Regions from separate parts of the Mus musculus genome. Here region 1 is linked to region 2. A link is a contact called in public Hi-C data. All regions are on one chromosome and are shown on one strand. The core of a region is the stretch at or near the end of the contact, and the rest is flanking DNA. Distances in the headings are between cores, read along the strand shown. Region 1 overlaps Nrxn1 (neurexin I). Region 2 has its middle 280 kb from the start of Gm4719.

What was found. A called contact is a pair of places that touch in the nucleus more often than the background predicts.
Region 1: a contact with region 2 is called in a Hi-C map of cortical neurons, with 4 times the contacts expected there. The contact joins two enhancer-like sites. A contact is called at or near these places in 1 of 15 datasets of contacts at CTCF or cohesin (large pre-B cells), 16 of 484 Hi-C or Micro-C datasets (the C10 cell line, cerebellar granule neurons, cerebellum and 7 more), 16 of 115 datasets of contacts at active chromatin or transcription factors (the 230-238 cell line, SST interneurons, astrocytes and 11 more) and 1 of 9 other capture datasets (embryonic stem cells).

What each region holds. Positions count from the first base shown.
Region 1 is chr17:90,450,227-90,452,926 of GRCm38.p6, reverse strand. The region is part of intron 17 of Nrxn1 (neurexin I); the gene reads left to right. Among named protein-coding and RNA genes, the nearest start is that of Gm32337, 10 kb to the left of the region's middle. Within about 2 kb of position 1,341, at least 9 of the 459 cell types and tissues checked have an H3K27ac peak or open chromatin away from gene starts, as enhancers often do. A contact at or near this core is called in cerebellar granule neurons and cortical neurons, where this site is marked.
Region 2 is chr17:89,652,806-89,655,724 of GRCm38.p6, reverse strand. No RefSeq gene overlaps it. Among named protein-coding and RNA genes, the nearest start is that of Gm4719, 280 kb to the right of the region's middle. Within about 2 kb of position 1,439, at least 16 of the 459 cell types and tissues checked have an H3K27ac peak or open chromatin away from gene starts, as enhancers often do. A contact at or near this core is called in cerebellar granule neurons and cortical neurons, where this site is marked.

The DNA of each region.
Region 1 (2,700 bases), core at 92-2,591, 800 kb before region 2:
GACAGGACAAAAAGGGCCCCTGTAGCAATTTGACACTCCTTTACAAATGTAGCTTCTACCCCAGGCAGATGCCCTCTGCTGGTCTTTGGTAACATTTATTTCCCTCCAGAATAGACTGATTGTCTGTATGTGAATGAAAAATCAGGCTCATCTATCATTGAAAAGGAGAAATCAAGATGGGCAGGTAGAGACAGTGAATGGGCCACAGTAGGCATTATTCTTTAGGGTCAGAGAACTTTCTTTCTTTCAGAGAATGCTATTTATGTGGCCACATTTGTTTGTAAAACCTCCCTCCATTCCTACATACTCACCAGTCAGAATTTAAGGTCCTAAATAAAATACAGGTGTGAAGTTTTCACATGTCTCCCCTCCCTTCTCTAGAAAAGAGACAATTCTATAGAGAGCAAGCTAAGAACATTAGGCTGAAAAAATCGGTGTCTGAGGGTGGTGCACTCCGAAACCAGGGTGTGCAAGGAGAGCAGAGGGCCCCAGAGCAGGGCTCGTAGGGTGGGAGCTTGAGAGAAACCTAATAGAAAGAGGTGAAGTCGAATTTGTTGGGTCAATAAGCTTGATGAATATTTAGCTAATTATTAGGACAAAGGGCTCACAAGGAAAGAATTGCTGAGCCTAATGGATGAGAGAGAAAGCAAAGCAAAAAGGTAAATGACAGTGTGATGAATTCCTACTAGGAAATGAAGGCAAGTTAAAAAGGAGGCTTCATTTAAAATCTGTGACTCTTGCAAATGTGCATGTGTGGATAAATACATGAGCCTGTTTGGTTGTCTTAGAGTTTCCGAGAAGCATAAGACTGTTTGTTTTTTAATAAGGAGTACGTACATATATGTTAAGTGTATGTAAGGAAAGGAAAGCTTGGGTAGCATATTCTAAGGGAGAAAATTTAGTCTCTTATGTTTTAGAAACTGCTGGATCCAGGTTCATTCTTCTTCATGTTTTTTCATGCTATGCTTCATTTGCACTATTATGAGGTGTCACTTACAAGGTTTGCGGGTGCAGAGGGAGCTCATGTCTACCACACATGTCTTTGTGTAAGCTGACCCAATTGCAAAGATTGTGGTGAGGATTTTCTTAAGTGCATATATATGAGAAGCAGATTTGGAGACAGTTTCTGCCTCTCCCCTCCCCAATTTTGTATGAATTTAAAAACATAGATGGTGAAACAACTTCTGTATAAATTTTTTTTTTTTTAGTTAAGTCAGTGGAGAACTATGTAACTGTAAATGATAAGAAGCAAGGCTGCTTATAATTAAAGCCAACTGGAGTCCAGAATAGACCCGTGTGCTCAGCCAGTACTGCTTTTGTGCTGTGCCATATGTGTGGAGCAGAGAATGATGTCAGTGCTATGCTCAGGTTCCCTGCTCAGCTCCCAGCATTCCTAAGCACCAATGTTCTGCATACTTTAGAAAATTAGCTTAAAGCCTCTCAATATTTTCAGAAGATACAGAAAGGAGAAAACATTCACAGATCTTAGCAACTAAAGTCAGTTCATCTCTTCCCGCAAATATGAACTCTGGAAATTATATTACTGTGATGAGCTTATACTATTAAAGAGCAAAATGGTTTCTTCAAGGGGAGAAGTGAACGAATTTTAAAGCTAGGTTTGTGTTTAAGGGAACTCAATGACATTAAATAAAGATAAAATTCATAGCTGGAATTTGTAACATATTCTTCCAAAGTACTTTCAAGGCATATGACAAAGTTCTAAAGGGAGCTTAAATATCTTTTGTGTGTGTGTGTGTGTGTGTGTGTGTGTGTGTGTGTGCGAGGCTACTGAGACATGTCGTGTCAAAGATGGGCCAAGAAATAGAGCCAATCTCTGATCAGAGTGAAAAAGAGATTACAGTCAGAGATTTGTGACCCCATAGCCCAAAGTGATTGTATGATCTCAGAGGTAGAGAGTGTTCTCCATGTGGCTTCATGGGGTCTTTTGGAGTAGAATTCATTATGAATAATCCAGCCACCAGTTTTGTGTCTAGTCTATCTTAACACCTCTGTGTGCTGCATGTAGACACACTCAGTTGGTGCCCCACTGGTGTCATCAATAACTCTGTTGTGGACTGTAACATGCTTGTTGATAGAAACTTTCTGACTTATTTTCGATCACAACCAAGAGAATTGATTAGCAAATCTTCACTATGTTCTGCCTGGGTGAAGATCGCTCTGGTTATTGATTACTATAGGTGACTGGAGACATTTAACTCTGAATGTTTGGAACAGGTTTTGTTACTCCACACTTGGGCTGTTGACATTGTAAGCAAAGACATCACTGATATGTTCTGAAGAAGATGGTCAGTGAATAGTGTTGAAACACATTTTTGAAACATTTATGTTCTAAATAATCCTGACAGCCTAGAGAAATTTTGAGTTTGTCCCAAAAGAGTAATATATTTATGCTTTAGATTGTTTACCTATTTGCTGAGTACATATGCCATAAATGAAAAAGTATCTATGTTTGTTTGTGTACCAGGTACCATTAAGGGCTACAGTGTAAGGGAATATATGGGGGGGGAGGGGCCAGCTAGGAGGAGCCAGAGCACTTAAAGTCCAATCATCATGTTTATACCTTAGCTCTAAAAGTCCATACTTTCAGAAAATATCAATCTTTAGAAAAATAAATATAATTTCTCTTAGAAAACAGGTAATCTCCAAACACAATGATAAACAAAATCCTACAAAGTTTAT
Region 2 (2,919 bases), core at 190-2,689:
GCACAAGGTGTTCTTCTGGACTCTGGTGGGGTTGCATCATTCTGTATTAGCATTCATGTCATTACATAATTCCTGCATTAACTTTAGGTTTCAGAATTATATTAATAGAAAAAAATGACAAGTAGGACTTTTTTCTTTAATAAAGGTCAAAGGAAGAAGAAAATGTGAAACATCCCACCAAGCTGTCTTGCTAAGGTAGCCAAGGGCACAGACACAAGGTGACCATGAATGCTAAGGTTTGAATGATGATCTACATAACTCCATTCATGTGCACAGTGCCTTTAGCATTTTAATACACTTCAATATGTGTTGCCTAATCTTTCTTCCACTTCCTCCATTGTTAAATGAAAGATTTCAAAGACTTTTCCATTAACTATTTCATACTGGCTTCTTATATCATGTATTTTGTCAATTTTTCAACATCTGTTTTCATATCTCCCATTGAATATTTTATATTCTCTAGACAGAATGTTAAACTATCTAATCCTCCTACCTTATTCATGGGAATCAATCTTATGTCATGAGATATGTCCTGCTACAGCAGCTTCTGTGACCCACATGGGGACCACTGTAAAGAGAGTCATCCAAATATTACAGGCAGAACAAGTGGACTTCACAGATTATTGTGGTTAAACATTACACAGCTAGGTTTTTTTTAAAAATGGTCTGTGACAGCCGATGACTTTGACTATTTCTATATTAAATGTGCAATTAAGTTTTCATGTTTCAACATGATATTAAACATAATCAAACTTTATAAATACTTCTTAAATATTTTTGCAGAAGAAAAAAAAATCCGCTACTTTCAACTGTAATTTTGAAATGTTCAAATATGTATAGACAAGCTGCTGTATTTTATATAAATGAATGTATTCATAGAACAAACTTTAAATTTCAGAAAACAACACAGATTGTAGAAGTTTAAATTCCTGTTCCTATTCCAACAGAAATGAGTAATGTGACCATTTTGGGAACAGTGGCAGTGAGGAGGGAGAGCGTTTCCACTATTACTTAAGATTGCTATTTTGTGGAGAAGCACTTGTGGTCTGGTGACTCAAGGATGAGGAGCAGTAGGTAGCCACCCATTCTGCATTCTAAATTCTGCACCATCTGCCCATCTGTTCTGGTGCCCACTTAACACTTGACTAGGTAATGCTGCCCTCTACTGGCAGAATGGGACCTTTTTCTCAGATTTTAATGGAGCTGCAATGTGCTGTGGGACTTGGGCATTAAGAAATTGGTTTCCTACAGAAGAGACTCAGATGCAGAAAGCATAGGCTGTGACTCTTAACAGTTCACATCATCGGCCGTTAAAATAACTTTTATTTTCTTAATCTGAAATGCTTATGCTTTTTTAAAAGTATAGTGTAGAAATGAGATGCTTATACAATGCATTTGGTTAAATAACCAAATGTCTATGTCAGCATGAATCATCTGTGCTACTTAAATCTAGGTCAGGCGAGTTATTCATGAGTTATCATAGACCTTTGCATTATCCTTAAAACCTCTCCAATGCACTCTTTTGTTTAGTAAATCTGGTCACTTTCTGCTTCATGAACTTGCCTTCAAATGGAACATTGTCTTAAGGGCTGTTTTGATCGGAGGCCTTTGACTGAAATCCTCTCCTTATGCATGTATTTGATAGTATCATGTGTTTAACTCTCTTCTGCCCAGAGCTGGCCATATAAACAGAAAAAGTAACATGAGAACAAAAGGCCCCCAACAGCGCATAACTAGGATTATGGGACTTCCCAGTCCACTATTACATTTGTCTATAATCCAATTAAGCACAGGAGTGGACAGTGACAATAACAAAAGCTAGTGTGACTTCACCTACACATGAGGCCCTGTACTCCTTGTTTCATGTCTACAACTTCACATGAACTCTTTCTGGTCGATTAAAAATACATAGAAGCAGCAAATTATGGGATGGGAATGCATAGCAAGATGGTAGAGCAGTTGGCTCTAAAACCCTGAAAAGAGAAAGTGCAGAAAGTGACAGTATACAAAATGGACACAGCTGAAAATGTTATGAGTCTGGCCACCTCCCAAAAGAACAAAAAAAAAAATCACACTACTCAGCTCAGAAGAATTTAATTATTAACTTTATAATAGTTGAAACATAGGCAGTGTCCCATTTAATCTAAATTACAGTGAAGGACTGATTTACAGTTTTCATTTATTTAGCTTTCTATTATGAACATGTTCAGTTAGTAATACCTTTGTATATTTATGCTAGGCTGCCCAACCATCCACAAAACTGCACAATATTAGGAGGTCTTGCTGGTTCTTTAGGATTGTCATCTTCAACTTATTAGAGAAAGTAAAAAAAATGTACTTAATACTAAGAGTAGTTTTTGCTACACAAATCTCTAATCATTAAAGGTGTTTTAGGTCCTAGAAATGATCCAAATCCTGATCTTTCTAGAGCTTTAATTCCAGAGAAGGAGGTCAAACACAAACAAAAAAAAATAGCATAAATGTACACTGTGATATGGCCAAGCTTTCTCACAGAAACATGAGTGTGGGAAAAGTGCAAGGGGCAGGGGAGAAGTGGCAATTTTAAATTATTTAATGGGAAGTGGTTTGGGGTTCAAACTCTAAATGGGGCAAGGAAGTCCCACAGATGACAGAGGCAGTTCTGTGTTTATACCCTGGATGTCTACAATGCTGGTAACAATAATTTCTCAATAACCTCAATTTTAGTCACTCTACACACCAGACCAACCATTTCTCTTTTCTTAAATCTCTCATACCTCTCTGTCTACTCTGACTCCAAGTGTCCTTGGGCCTGAATGTTGAGATGTTTTCCTTTTCTGTCTATTCAGATTGGCACTTCCCTATAAAGTCCATGATCAGCTGTCAATCACCACACTCCCTTGACACCCACCCTGCCTGTGGATGCTGGTGTTCTCTAGG